Linked DNA regions of Pan troglodytes: region 1 is linked to region 2. The links are chromatin contacts, called in public Hi-C maps. All regions are on one chromosome and are shown on one strand. The core of a region is the stretch at or near the end of the contact, and the rest is flanking DNA. Distances in the headings are between cores, read along the strand shown.

The links. A called contact is a pair of places that touch in the nucleus more often than the background predicts.
Region 1: a contact with region 2 is called in a Hi-C map of stem cell-derived neural progenitor cells, with 2.6 times the contacts expected there. The contact joins the promoter of IGFL2 here to the promoter of SYMPK in region 2. A contact is called at or near these places in 1 of 7 Hi-C or Micro-C datasets (stem cell-derived neural progenitor cells) and 1 of 1 datasets of contacts at active chromatin or transcription factors (stem cell-derived excitatory neurons).

The regions. Positions count from the first base shown.
Region 1 is chr20:49,044,871-49,051,813 of NHGRI_mPanTro3-v2.0_pri, forward strand. IGFL2 (IGF like family member 2) reads left to right here and starts at 2,364. Exons shown (of 8, transcript XR_010153902.1): 1 at 2,364-3,664.
Region 2 is chr20:48,822,191-48,829,818 of NHGRI_mPanTro3-v2.0_pri, forward strand. SYMPK (symplekin scaffold protein) reads right to left here and starts at 4,129. Exons shown (of 27, transcript XM_009435848.5): 1 at 3,010-4,129. The coding sequence starts at 3,224. It overlaps FOXA3 (forkhead box A3), which reads left to right and starts at 4,287. Exons shown (of 2, transcript XM_512763.7): 1 at 4,287-4,488. The coding sequence starts at 4,420.

The DNA.
Region 1 (6,943 bases), core at 1,114-3,613, 220 kb after region 2:
ATTGTAATTGTTATTTTCAGCACTTCCTTATTTTCTGGCACAAGATGTTCCAGATTCATCGTGTATATTTTCTGTTCCAGATCTAGAATGTGCCATTTCTCCAAGGACTGTGCAGTCCTTTTTTACACCTCTTTCCTTTTAAATTTATTCCGTGGTTCTAGTTCTTCTTTGATCCTAAAAGTTTAGGTCAAATTGTATACATTTTCCCGGTTAGTTTTATTTAGTAAATATAAATATATTATTTAGTTTTATTATAAATACATTATTTATAATAAATATAAATAATAAATATCCTGGTGTTGTCAACTTAAAATGCCCAGAAATATGTAAAAGTGAAAACAAAACTCTTGATTTAAAGATACGTTTCACTCTATCTTTCCTGGCTGCCCGGCACTTCTACCTATGCGTCTACCCTGTTCACTGACCTAGCTTCTGTTCTTTCGGTGCTGGAAGCACAAAGAGGGTGTGAGATTCCTAACATTATGGTGATTATCCATGGGCTTTTCAAATATGTAAAGCGGATTACCTCAAAGGCCCCCTTTGGCTTCTTTAGAGACACAAATGCTGAGGATCTCTCACCTAAGCATCCCTCGATGCGGGCTGTTGCGTCTTGATTTCATCTGGGTAGTTACAGGCATCATCCACCACGAAGTTTCCAACCCAGAGTCAGGATGCAGCTGAGCTTGACGGGCGTGGTGCAGACGTCGGTGCAGCGAAAGCTGAGGAGCCGTGGGCATTCACCCGGGTGCTGGTGTTTCTAAATCGCGGGCTGCGACCTGCATACTCAGGTGCCAGCTGGGAGCAGAGGCGGATTTGCGAGGCCAAAACCTGGGTGTGACTTGGAATCTCAGTCGCGCTATGGGGGTGCACGCTGGCTCAAATCCCCGCGGAAGATGCACCTGTGACCTGCCCACGCTGCAAAACCAGGTGCGCTGCCATGGGCACGACTCACTGGGCTCCATTTTCACCACAGGGAACTTGGACCGCCTGACATTGAAAAAGACTGAGGTAGCTCGGGGGCAGCCAAAAGAAACCAGAGGCGGGGATCCTAGTACCATTCAGGAAGTGGACCCAGCCGCAGACTCAGGAGCGTTCCAAGTGTCCAGAGCGTCTGGTAGTCGCAATAGCCAGTGATCAGTGACACCCCCAAGAAAGTGATAGGGACAGAAACATGGCGACTACTTACACTGCCGCCCCCGTGCGCCCCTGCGCGAGCTCTGCTGGAGGCGCCCGCGGGAGCGCCTGCGGGAGCGCTCCACTGCGGAATCCGCCGCTCTCTTCTCTGAGCAGTCTCCTACTGCCATCTAGGGAGGAATACGGGGATACCGGCTGGAGTACCCTCTCTATCTTCTTGCCTGCAGGGGTCGCAGGATAGATGTTTCGAGAGCCTATAAAAGTCATACAGTGCTATGGTGGGTGCACGCTAAACGTGCCTTTGACACTGTGATTAAATCATATAACCCATATAAAAAGTAATTGGAAAAGACAACCCCCAGAATGGAGAGAATGTTTAAAAATCGTATTTCTGATAAGAGATTAATATCCAGAATATATAAATAACTCCTGAACTCAACAACGGGAACAAATAACTCATTTAAGAGACAAGAGAAGGATTTGAATAGACATTTCTCTAAATAAAATACATAAATGGCCAATAATTACATGAAAAGATGCGCAACATCATTGATCATTAGGGAAATGCAAATCAAAATAACATGGAGATAGTACTTCACTCCAACTAGCATGGTTATTAACAAAAAAACAGAAATTAACAGGTGTGGGTAAAGATGCGGAGAAATTAACAGGTGTTGTGCATTGCTGGTGGTAATGTAAAATGGTTCAGCTGCTGTGGAAAACAATGGGAGTTTCTCAAAAAGGTAAATATAGAATTAATTAATATACGACCCAGCAATCCCAATAGTAGGTATGTACTCCACACAATTGAAATAGGGACGCAAAAAGATATTTGACATCAATGTTCATATCAGCATTATTTGTAGTAGCCGAAAGATGGAAATAACCCAAGGGTCCATCGACAGATGAATGGATAAACAAAATGAGGTATTTTGATACAATGGAGCTGGCTACTAACCACCCGCTCCTGTATTACCTAAAGGCCTTCACTCCCTAACCCATTGGTCTTTTTTGTCCATTAGTTTTTGTAGGGGTTATAACAGCATTCAAGTGTGGAGTCAAGGCTCACTTTAAAATGCAGCAAACATAGCTATGTATCAATTCACCACAGTCTGTCAAAAGGCCTGTGACGCACTCTCTCTGGGGGTATTTCAGCCGATATCCCAGTAGTCAACACTAGATGGCAGTAGGAGACTGCTCAGAAAATGGAGAGCGGCGCCCACCTTGCAGTGCGCAGGCGTCGTCAGTAGACATCGCGCAGGCGTCGTCAGTAGACATCGCGCAGGCGTCGTCAGTAGACATCGCGCAGGCGTCGTCAGTAGACATCGCGCAGGCGTCGTCAGTAGACATCGCGCAGGCGTCGTCAGTAGACATCGCGCAGGCGTCGTCAGTAGACATCGCGCAGGCGTCGTCAGTAGACATCGCGCAGGCGTCGTCAGTAGACATCGCGCAGGCGTCGTCAGTAGACATCGCGCAGGCGTCGTCAGTAGACATCGCGCAGGCGTCGTCAGTAGACATCGCGCAGGCGTCGTCAGTAGACATCGCGCAGGCGTCGTCAGTAGACATCGCGCAGGCGTCGTCAGTAGACATCGCGCAGGCGATGGATGAGGCGGCTTTGGCCGCCATGTTTCCGTCGCAGTAACCGCCTTGGTGTCAGTATTCATTGCCAGTTTCGGGCGTTCTGGACAATTGGGATGCTGCAGAGTTCATGGCTGCTCGTTGCGTGGGACAAGAATCCTCTGCAATGGTTTGTTTTGGCTGCCCAGGAGGTGCGTCAAGTCGCTGCCGCTCCCCTCGTGGGCGTCAGGCCTCAGAGTTCCCCGCCTAGAAAATGGAGCTCAGCCAGTCGTGCGTACCACGGTGCACCTGGTTTTGCAGCCTAAGCGGGTCACTTTAGTGCATCCTCCTCGCGGATTGGAGCCTGTTTGCACCCCTATAGCCCGAATGAGACCCAAGTCACACGGGCTCAGATGTTCTTCGCCCCTGGCCATGATCCCCCAGCCAGCCACCCGAGTTTCCAGGCCTCAGGCGCTTTGGAAACGCCTGTACGTCGCCTGTACCTGAATGGCAGGTACTCATCTGCTTTAGCTACATCATAGTCTGCACCACTTCTGCCAGCTCGATTGCAGCCTGGATTTGAGTCAGAAACTTTTCATGGTGGATGAGGGTTGTAAATATCCAAAGCGACTCCAGATGAAATTGCCCTCATCAAAGGAAGCTCAGATGACAGATTTCTGCATAGAAGCCAAAAAAGCCTTCCCTCAAGGAAAGAGTCAGTTTCAAGTATTTGCAAACTCAGAACAGTGTCAATTTTAGATCACTACAATGCTGCCCATCAAGGAAGAACCCTATTGCTCCCTGGCGTCTCTCCTTGAGCCCTAAACACAGTAGATTCAGAAACTAAGTCAGCAAATGGAGGAAGATTCTTAACCGTGATAAGTTGGAAAACGTGCGTCAGAGGGCCACATCCCTTCCTCGAGTTCAGGCTACCACCTGACTGCAGGTCAGAGCTGGAAGAGACAGTGAAAATGTAAGTTTAAATCAAGACTGTCGTTTTCACTTTTACATACTTAAAGCCATTTTAAATGAGTCACGGGCAGATATTTATTAAATAAAATGACCAAAAAATTAATGGGATTTGACCTAACTTTTATCCTGGGGCAGGGGAAGAACTAGCACTGCAGAATACATTTAAGCTGCGAGCCGTGGCTCCTGCCTGTAATTCCAGCACTTTGGGAGGCCGAGATGGGAGAATCCCTTGAGGCCAGGAGTTTGGGACCATTCTCATCAACATAGCGAGTCAACTTAGGGAGATCCCATCTCTATTTATTTTTTAAAATAAAAAAAAGAATAAATTTAAAAGGAAAGAGGTGTGAAAACGACAGCTACTTAGTAATTAAATTCTGTGAGTCATGGCTTGTTCATGGGAATGATTCTATTTGAATGTTATAATAATTTTGTTTCTAATTTCAGAAAGTATTTTGGTCCTTCTGACCAAGTCTTTGTATCTGTGTAAATCATGAGTTAAAGAAATAACTTTCCAAAAAGAGGTTGAGATCTTCTGATTCAGGACTTAAGCATTGTGAGTGTCAAGGGGATGTGGTGTCAGTGTTGAGATGTGTGGCCCTGTCCCTGTTGGTGGTCTTGGTTTCAGACTTCTGTCAGGAAAGAGTCAGACAGTGTTGACTAGGAAAAGGAGTTCTGTGGTGTCTGTGGTTTGGTCTGTGGTAATTTTGCTGAGCCAGAAAGGGAATTCCAGCCTTGATGTCCAGGGCTGACTCTCCGGGCAGGCTGCCCATTGGTGAGTGGGAGCAGTGCCTGCTGTGCTTTCAGGACTGTGTCCATCACTTCCTGTCCAGGTGGACACTGTAGCGCAGGCTTCCTATTGATGGACGGGAACCTGATCTCCCTGTGCTTTTACTGCCATGCTCATCACGCACTGGGGATCATCAGCCCACCTTCTAAACCCAGCCCACAATTGGCCAGTTATTTTGTGGGTGATAGTGCAACTGTCTGTGTCGCCAGGCTTCCCACACAACTGTCTGCATCTGGTTTGGACTGGCTAAACCAGGCCACACCAAAGGTCAGGGGAGCCTTAGATACATAACGCTTATTTCAGGTGTGAGGGAGCATGTGAAGGCGCCCTGATTGCATCTTTAGGAAGTGTTCATTATCGTGATTGCGTTTTTATATGTAACATTTAAAATATTGTCTAACTTATTTTAAAATAATTTTAGACTTACAAAGAAGTTGCAAAAACAGTATGGTGAATTTGCCTTTTTCACTCAGCTTCCTCTAATGTTGCATAGCCTTAATAAAATTATTGAAACCAGAAAACTAATACTGACATAATACTATTAACTGATCTGCAGACCGTATTTGAGTTTCATCAGTTGTCCCACTCGTGTCCGCTTTCTGGTCTAGGATGCAATCCAGAATTCAGTGTTGCAATTCGTTATTGTGTTTCCTTACTCTCCTCTATTCTAGGATAGTTCTTCCTTAAGCCTTATCTGTCTGATAAGCCTTGTCTTATCAGACAGATAGTCTTGTCTGTGTATATGCAGCCTAGCCCTCAGCCAGGAATTTGGGGAAGACTCCACAAGGACATGTGGTGCTTACCTCTGCATAGTTCTTCTTTGATACCATACCTCAGAGACTCCAGCCTCACCAGCTGCCCTGAATGCCCTCAGTGCTGCAGAACTGCTGTCCTGTGCTCAGATCCCAGCTATCTGCATTGCAGTTGGGAAATTGTTCTTTGACAAATAACTTGTTTATCTAAGGGCTCACCCTGTAAATGTCCATCCCTTGTGGAATTGTAGTCTTGTGCTACCTGTTGTCTGGTACCTAAACACAGTGGCTTCATATACTTTATTCTGTGTGCAGTTTTATAGTTGTTAATGTCAAGAGAGCTAGTCTAGTTTCAGTTAACACCATCATGGCTAGAAGTGGGAGAATCCTCACTTTCATTTTGAAGGCTATTTTAGCAGAGTATACACTTCTACATTGGCCGTTTCATTCTTTCACTCGTTAATGAGGAAATTCCTTGTTAGTACTATTCATGTCCTTGGTTAGCAGGCCAGTCATGCTTTCAGGAGTCTAGTTTTCACACCATCTTCTCTTCAGTTCAAATTACTATTACTTTCCTTTTCTGTTTCCCCATACCTGGGTCCATGAAGATGTATTTACTATTACTACTATCATTATTAAGACAGTTAAACTCTCCTGGGTTCCTAGGTGGGAGAGAAGTTTAACTGTCTACAAGTATAAGGGGAGAACTGGAAGGCAAAAAGAGGGTAGCCTTTTGGGGCAAGGTGTTTCTCTTTAGAGAGACTGTAATTCTCTTGATCCCCACAGGGTGGAGGTAAACTTGGCTAGTTTCCTAGTTCAGTGCATACTAAACCTCTGAACTTGCTTGTGTGCCACTGAAGAGAGGGAAAACACATTGAGGAGAAATGCGGAGCTGATACAGACAGGCATATTGTACACAACCAAGATAAGTGGGATCAAGCCGCCCTGTAAGAGAGAGGGTAGAAGCAGGGACTTCTGGCTCCCTGAACTGTTAACTGTGTCTCCATTTTTTTTTTTTTGAAGACACTCCTCTCTGTCACGCAGCTGGAGCGCAGTGGTGCAGTCATGGCTCACTGCAGCCTTGATCTTCTGGGCTGAAGTCGTGTCTTCATTTTTGGTAGGAACATTATTTTGACAAAATGTGGGACAGCTGATGAGCCTATAGATGTAACTCTCTGATGTAGTCAGTTAGTCATATGGGTAGCTCTCCTTGACAAACTGCATAGGAATCTCTTTTGTCCTCTTAGTAGGTGGTAATTTTCCCCTGGGTGTGGGATGGTTAAGAAGGACTTGCACAATTACATAACCATGGGTGACATCTCCAGAAAGAAAACCTCCGATAAACATGACATTTTCTCTTTTGGGGCATTTGGATTCAGTGCATTTTGTTGGCAGCTGTCCTATATGTTTAAATTCCTAGAACTGAAACCCTGGACGCACGGTAGCTCATAATTCTTGTTACATAAGATAATTTGTTTATTGTTTTAGTTTTCAATTAGTTTTTCCTTAACATATAACTGAGTGCATCATAAACAATCTGCATCCAGGGCTGTTACTGACTGGATGCAGTGCACAAAGACATACGTATAAGACTATTTTTTTGTGATATTTTAGAGCAATGGTGAAAAGTTGGGAACAACTTAAATCGTTTTCAACAGAAGACTAATGAAATAAATTACTGAAACTTATTCACAAAATGGAAATCTAGGCAGCTGTAAGAAATGGATATGTGCTCTTAGGG
Region 2 (7,628 bases), core at 2,879-5,378:
GAGCCTGGTTGTAGTGAAGTATGATTGGGCTACCGTAGTCCAACCTGGGCAACAGAGCATGAACCTGATGAACCTGTTTCCAAAAAAAAAAAAAGAAAAAATAATCAGTTAATATATATTGAACACGGCCAGGCACGGTGGCTCAAGCCTATAATGCCAGCACTTTGGGAGGCCAAGGCGGGTGGATCACCCGAGGTCAGCAGTTTGAGACCAGTCTGGCCAACATGGTGAAACCTCATCTCTACTAAAAATACAAAAAAATTAGCCAGGCATGGTGGCAGGCACATGTAATCCTAGCTACTCGGGAGGCTGAGGCAGGAGAATCGCTTGAATCTGGGAGGGGGAGGTTGCAGTGAGCCGAGGTCACATCATTGCACTCCAGCCTGGGCAACAAGAGTGAAACTGTGTTTCAAATTAAAAAAAAAAAGAAAAAAAAACCACACACACACATAGAGAAAGAGAAAGAGAGAGAGAGAACACTTAATATGTGCTAAGCACAATTCTAAGATATACATATTAACTCATTTAAACCTCAGACACCAAGGTTTAAATGAATTAATATGTATATATTAGAATTAATATACATGAGTTAGGTTTACGTTTTTTGTTTTTTTGAGACAGGGTGTCACTCTGTTGCCCAAGCTGGAGTGCAGTGCCGCAATCTCAGCTCACCGCAATCTCTGCCTCCCGGGCTCAGGCGATCCTCCTACCTCATTTTCCCAAGTAGCTGAGACTACAGGCGAATGACCAGATAATTTTTGTACTTTCTGTAGAGAAGGGTTTCGCCATGTTGCCCAGGCTGGGAGTTACTATTTTTAATTTTCATTTTACAGATGAGGAAACTGAAGACCAGGGAGGTAAAGTGACCTGACCAAAGGCATATAGCTTGTAAGAGGCAGAGTCAGCAGCATGGCTGCATATCTTCCTTACCACTATGCTACAGTACTGTTTATCTGAAAGGAATTGTTTTTTACCCCCAGGTCTGTTTACGTAAGCCAAGGATCCTGGCCACCAGACAACCGGCATGCATGCCGTCCCCAGTCAAAACATAAAAAAAACAGGCCGGGCGTGGTGGCTCACACCTGTAATCCCAACACCACTGCACTCCAGCCTGGGCGACAGAATGAGACTCTGCCTCAAAAAATAAAATAAAATAAAATAAAACCCCATAATAAACATTTCCACTTTTTTCATGATAATACATTCAGATCAACCAAAATATTTTACCCTGTTTCATTCTTCTTCTGCTTTTTGGTTTATGCTTTCAGTTTTGTTTTGTTCTTTTTTAAACACACATACACAAAATTCTCCTGCAGGAGCTAGATTTTATGCAAAAAAAGGAAAAAAAATGAAAATAAAAAAACCCATATATACATATTTCCCTTTCGTTTACAAAAAGAGCATACACAGGGCCGGGAGCAGTGACTCACGCCTGTAATCCCAGCACTTCGGGAGGCGGAGGCAGGTGGATCACGAGGTCAGGAGTTCAAGACCAGCCTGACCAACATGGTGAAACCCCATCTCTACTAAAAATACAAAAATTAGCCAGGCGTGGTGGTGTGCCTGTAATCCCAGCTACCTGGGAGGCTGAGGCAGGCGAATTGCTTGAACCTGGAAGGCAGAGGTTGCAGTGAGCCGAGATCACGCCACTGCACTCCAGCCTGGGTGACAGAGTGAGACTCTGTCTCAAAAAAAAAAAAAAAGGAGCCTACACAGGCCCAGTTTGGTGGCTCAGGCCTGTAATCCCTGCACTTTGGAAGGCTGAGGTGGGCAGATCACTTGAGGTCAGGAGTTCAAGACCAGCATGGCCAACACAGAGAAACCCCGTCTCTACTAAAAATATAAAAATTACCTGGGTGTGGTGGGGCACGTTTGTAATCCCAGCTACTCGAGAGGCTGAGGTGGGAGAATCACTTGAACCAGGGAGGTGGAGGTTGCAGTGAACTGGGATCGTGCCAGCCTGGGCGACAGAGTGAGACCCTGTCTCAAAAAAAAAAAAAAAAAAAAGCATATACAATAAACACCAACCTCCACTTCACTCGTTTTCCCTTAATATATGTCGGAGGCCACTATATCAGTGTATAGAGATTTTCATCATTTCCTTTTATCTACCTCATTCCTTTTTAGAGTTGCATAGTATTTTTTATGTGGATGTATTATAGTTTCTTTCAGCCAATCTTCTTATTTAAGAACATTTGGGACGCGTGTAGCCTTTTGCTATGATGAACAGTATCACTGTTTCCCCTTCCCTCTCGATGTACTCGTTAAGAAGTGGTACCCTGCCCCACTGCTACCTAGGAATCTGATGACTACCCTGTTTCCCCAAACTGGCTCTAGGAGTATCTTTCATTCCTTCAACGAACATTAGCTGGGCGTCTCCGGCGTGATTGGCGCTGTGCTGAGAACACAGTGGCGACAGAGACAAACCTAGTCCCTACCTTCATGGAACACACGGTCACAGACATCATAAAACAGCACACAGATAAGAGTCGGATAACAAATTAGACCACACGTGACATGAAGGAACACGGACCGACAAAAGCATTTAACAGGCGGATTTCTGGATGGAGGGCAGGGAAGGAGGGCTTCGCAGAGGAAGTGACGTTGGTGCCGAGACCCGAAGGATGAAATGGGAGTTAGCCAAGCCGAATGGGTAAAAGGATGTTGCAGGCAGAAGGGACAGCCTGTGCAAAATCCCCGAAGCGGGAAAGCGCATGGCAAGTTTAAGGAACCGAAAGGCCAGGGCGGCTGTTAGAGGTGGGGGAAAAAGCAAAGAGGCCGAGTCGAAGCAAGCGAGGTCTGCGGGGCGGTGGCGCCCGGGGGGCCACGTTGGAACTTTGCCTCGAGGGCACTAGGGAGCCAAGGAAGGGTCCTGAGCAGGGGAAGAAACATGGGTCGCGAAAGCCACTGTTCCCCTCTCCCCACGGCGATGCCCTCCCCGCCCGCGCCCCTGCTTCTTTAGGCGCCTCCTCCTTTCGTCTCCGGGCCCAAACGCCGCCTCCCGCTCACCGCGGCTCTGGCCTCCGTTCCCCTCGCGCCCCCTCAGCAGTGCCTCTTCCTACACTCCGCCGCCGCCGCCGCCGCCGCCGCCGCCATCTTCCGTTCGTCGCCGGGAACGGTGCGCACGCGCCACAAACCCAGGGCCGCCGGGAAATGGAGTCCAGAGCACAGCCCGACCCCGCCCATGCCTCGTCCCGTGCGAGCGGCATTCTGCCCGCCTCCATACTACGGCGACCAGCCCCTTCATTTCCGGCTCTGGGTCGCTAGGCCTTCTGGGAAATGTAGTCCCTTCGGAGGCACCGGGCGGAAAGGGAGCTAGAGCATTCTGGGAAATGGAGTTCTCAGTGGCGCTGAGTCCCTGGACGGCTGGCTGGTCTTGGAGAGTGCGGAGTTCGGGCAGCGAAGCTCCTGGGTCTCGGAGGGGAGGTGGTCTGTTGCCCTAGTGGGGTCTGCGGAGAGGCCCCTATCCCCTCCATCTTTGTTCTTGACCCTTTCAACAGTCTGAAGCATTTCTTTTTCTTTTCTTTTCTTTCTTTCTTTTTTTTTGGAAACGGAGTCCCGCTCTCTCTCCCAGGCTGGACTGTAGTGGCGCGATCTCGGCTCACTGCAACCTCCGCTTCCTAGGTTCAAACGATTCTCCTGCCTCAGCCTCCCGAATAGCTGGGATAACAGGCACGCACCATCACGCCTAGCTAGTTGTTGTATTTTTAATAGAGATGGGGTTTCACCCTGTTGGCCAGGCTGGTCTCAAACTCCTGACCTCAAGTGATTCGTCCGTCCGCCCGCCTCGGCCTCCTGCAGTGCTGGAATTACAGGCGTGAGCCACCGCGCCCGGCCAAGTTAAGCATTTCTAGCTGTCGGAGGCCTCAGTCTTCCTGTCTGTCCAATGGGGATGTGATTTCGGGGACCTCTTACGGGTCCTTGTAGTCGCATAGTGGCCCTAGCGCTCTGATTCCCCTTTCTTCCGCCGCGGTCATGCAGGGCTCTGGCTCTTCGTCCTCTCCTGCCGAGATGATGAAGCCCGCTGAGGTAGAAAGGCTCCAGAGTTCTGACCTCGGGGCCCTTGGTATCTGCAGCGTCGCTGCGGGCAGCTCCCTCACTCCTGAATCACCCCCAGCTGTCGCGTCCTGGGGCTGCGGCCCCCGGCGCCTGAGGTCTGTCTCCTGGCGATCCCGCAGGGGGCGCCCCAGTCCGAGCGCGCCGCCCTCGGGGAGGCGGGAGGGGAGCCCGGGGCGGGCGAGGGCGGGGGTGTCCCGGCTATAAAGCGTGGCCGCCTCCCGCGGCGCTCGGGACAGCCGTACCCCGGGCGGTCGGACGGGCGGGCGCCGGTGGGAGCTCGGGCCGTGCCCGCTGAGAGATCCAGAGCGCTCCGTTCCCCCGGGGCCGGAGCGGGGGCGGGTGGGGGCGCAAGCCCGGGGGATGCTGGGCTCAGTGAAGATGGAGGCCCATGACCTGGCCGAGTGGAGCTACTACCCGGAGGCGGGCGAGGTGTGTCCTCGGGGATGGCGGAGCGGGAAGTTGGGGGCAGGTATCGGGGTGTGGGCTCACATGGAGCAGGGACTGGTTGTGGGTTCAAATGGAGGCAAAGGCGTCTACTTGGGCAGCCGAGGAACTGGGAACACGGAGACCAGGTGTGGAAGTCAGGGACCCGGGACGAGGCATGGATGGGAGCGCTGTTTGGGCAGCCTCGCCGCGGCCAGGGCTTAATGGAAGTCAGGAAAATTTAGCCAAGGGTCGGGTCACACCTTAAACTTGGGAGCCGGGTGTTGGAGCTCCAGAAAGCAAGGGATTTATATGTACAAACCAAAGATAGGAATCAGAGTTCCAGGGTAGGGGACAGACTAGGGGGTTTCAGGATGTGAGGTTCAAAGTTGGAGGGAAAGAAAGACTAAAAGATGGAGGAGGAGTCACCATTAAGGGAAGACTGAGGTGGGAGCTCAGGGCCAGCACACAGTGTTAAAGAACTGGGGTTCGGAGGTAAGGATCAGCTGGTAATCTAAGGTAGGGTCAGAAATAGGGATTGGTGCTCAGGGGTAAGAGATGGGGGTGCTCAGAGATGAAGCTTCGTTTTTGGAGTCTGAAATAACAGGTGGCTTAGAGTTGGGCATCTGGGAGCAGAAGATGTAGCCATCAGCATTGGCAGGAGAGGGGCCGATCTCCACCCCCCCATCCCTACCCATGACCCTCCGCAGGGACTCCCCAAGTCGGAAGATGGAGAGTTTTAGATTGTGCACCTTCCCCTGCTCCCTGCCAGTCCAGCAACCTCCAGCTATTGCTAAAATTCCCATCCAGTCTCACCTCAGACAAGGCTTCCCTGGAGTGGGGGGTGGCGGCATATTCTAATCCCCTCACCTGGACAGACAGAAAGTCCTTCCTCAAGTCTGACCCCCATTCGTCTTGCTGCAACGACCCCTACACCTTAGCTACCTCACTCTATAATCAACGTTGTGAGGTTGTGGGGGCTGGGGGTTGGGTTCTTGGTCTGAGAATTATGGGGGTCTGGACACTTGGACTTCTAACCTGGAAGGGGACTGTGGGCTTGAGGTGGGGTGTGGGGCAGGAATGGCTAGGTTCTCCAAGGAGTCAAGATCTGGTGGCTGCGGGGGCCCCAGTGTGCCTGAGTCTTGGGTCTGGGGCTCGAAACTGTAGGGTGGGACTCCTGGATCCCCAGGCCTTCAGGGCTGGGCAAGGTGCCTGGGAAGGGCCAGTCCTGGGTTTGGGGAGGTGTGAGGTGCACGTGGAGTGGGGCAGGGCCAACAGGGAAAGGGACTGGGAGTGTTGAGAGGTGGAGGCAGGGTGGCTGGAGGTGTCAGTTGTGAGATGCAGAAGGCAGAGACCCAGGTGGGAAATGGAGGGTTCCAGGTAGTGGGGGTGATCCCAGCTGGACCTCTGCAGAACTCAGTCTGGGGACCTGATTTAAGGGAACCACCTACAGACCAATTGTACAAACCAACTACAGTTGTTTTGGGGGCACATCTTAAGTAAATGATGGGGGTCTAGGCAGGAGGAGTTGATATTTGGGGCACAGTCTGAATAGATCCAAGTTTAGGGAACAATTTTTATGGAAATTGTGTCAGAAATTGAAGGAAAGCCGGCACAGTGGCTCACACTTGTAATCCCAGCACTTTGGGAGGTCGAAGTGGGAGGATCTCTTGAGCCCAGGAGTTTGAGGCCAGCCTGGGCAACATAGGGAGACCTTGTCTTTAAAAAAAAATTTTTTTTTTAATTAGTCAGGCATGCCTGTAGTCTAAGTTACTTGGTTGGGAGGCTGAGGTGGGAGGATCACTTGAGGCTGGGAGTTCGAGCTGCCGGGAGCTGTGATCGTATCACGGCACTCCAGCCTGGGTGACAGAATGAGACCCTATCTCAAAAAATAATAATAATAATAGTAGAGGGACAGTCTGGAGGTAATCAGCATTTCAGGGCATATTTTGGGAGAGTCAGTATTTGGAGGAATGGAAATGGTTGGGTGATACTGTGAGGCTCTCCCCAGCCTTCCCATCAGATAAGCCCACCTCTTCCCCTTGGGTCAGAACAATGGGGAGAGAAATACCTACACTCAGCCAGCAACTAAGAGCTGAGAGGGTCCCCAAACCACTTCTTGCCCATAGCACCCTCCCGCTTGGGGTGACGTTAACACTGAGGGCAGCTTGCTGTCTGGAAAGAACTTGGAAAGTTACCATCCTGGGATATCCCTGTTGGCCTCAGGTTCTTGCAGATCAGCTGGTCCAGCTGCTCCCCCGTTTTAGAGGTGGTTAACTCTGAAGCCCCGCACGCAGAATGCTGGGGTGCTGGGTTGGGTCTGGGACTAGAAACTTGGCTTCTGGCTTCACCCTGCCTTCCTCTGCTCCCTGTCACACCCTTCTCCAGAGACAATAAGGAAATGAAAGAGGAGAAATTCCAGTCTCCTGGTGTGGGGGTGCGGGTCCCCCAAGGGCTTCCCCCCAATCTCAGCCCCACCCTGTCAGGGGAGATCCGGCTCAGACCCGGACACCAGGGGTTCATCCCAGCCCCGGGGCGTGGGAAAGCCTAGGGTGGATTAGGGCAGCTGGAGTGCTTGAGGTCGGACCTCAAGGAGGACTTCCGGGTGGGTGGGGAGCCAGAAAGGAGGGCCCTGGGGTCCCTGTCTGTCTTACTCTGCAATACCAGAGAGCCTGACTGGGTTGCAGAAATGGTGGGTGGAGGTATAGGGGGATTTGGAAACTCTGTGGACCCCTCTAATCCATCACCTTCTCACCTCATCCCTTTTCTTTTTCTGGGGAGGGGACCCGAAGTCACCAACCAGCGGGAGAGCCTGCATGGGGGAAGGGAGTAACTGTGGCTGCAATTTCACTGTAAGACTTGGGGTGAGGGGGAATGGATTTGTTGAAGGGAGGGAGATAGATAGATAGATAGATAGATGCATGGATGGATGGATAGATAGATTGATAGGAAGATGGTGGCTCGTCATGGTAGCTCATGACTGTAATCCCAGCACTTTGGGAGGCCGAAGAGGGTGGATCACTTGAGGTCAGGAGTTCAAGACCAGGCTGGCCAACATGGTGAAACCCCATCTCTACTAAAAATACAAAACTTAGCTGGGCATGGTGGTGCATGCCTATAATCCCAGTTACTTGGGAGGCTGAGAC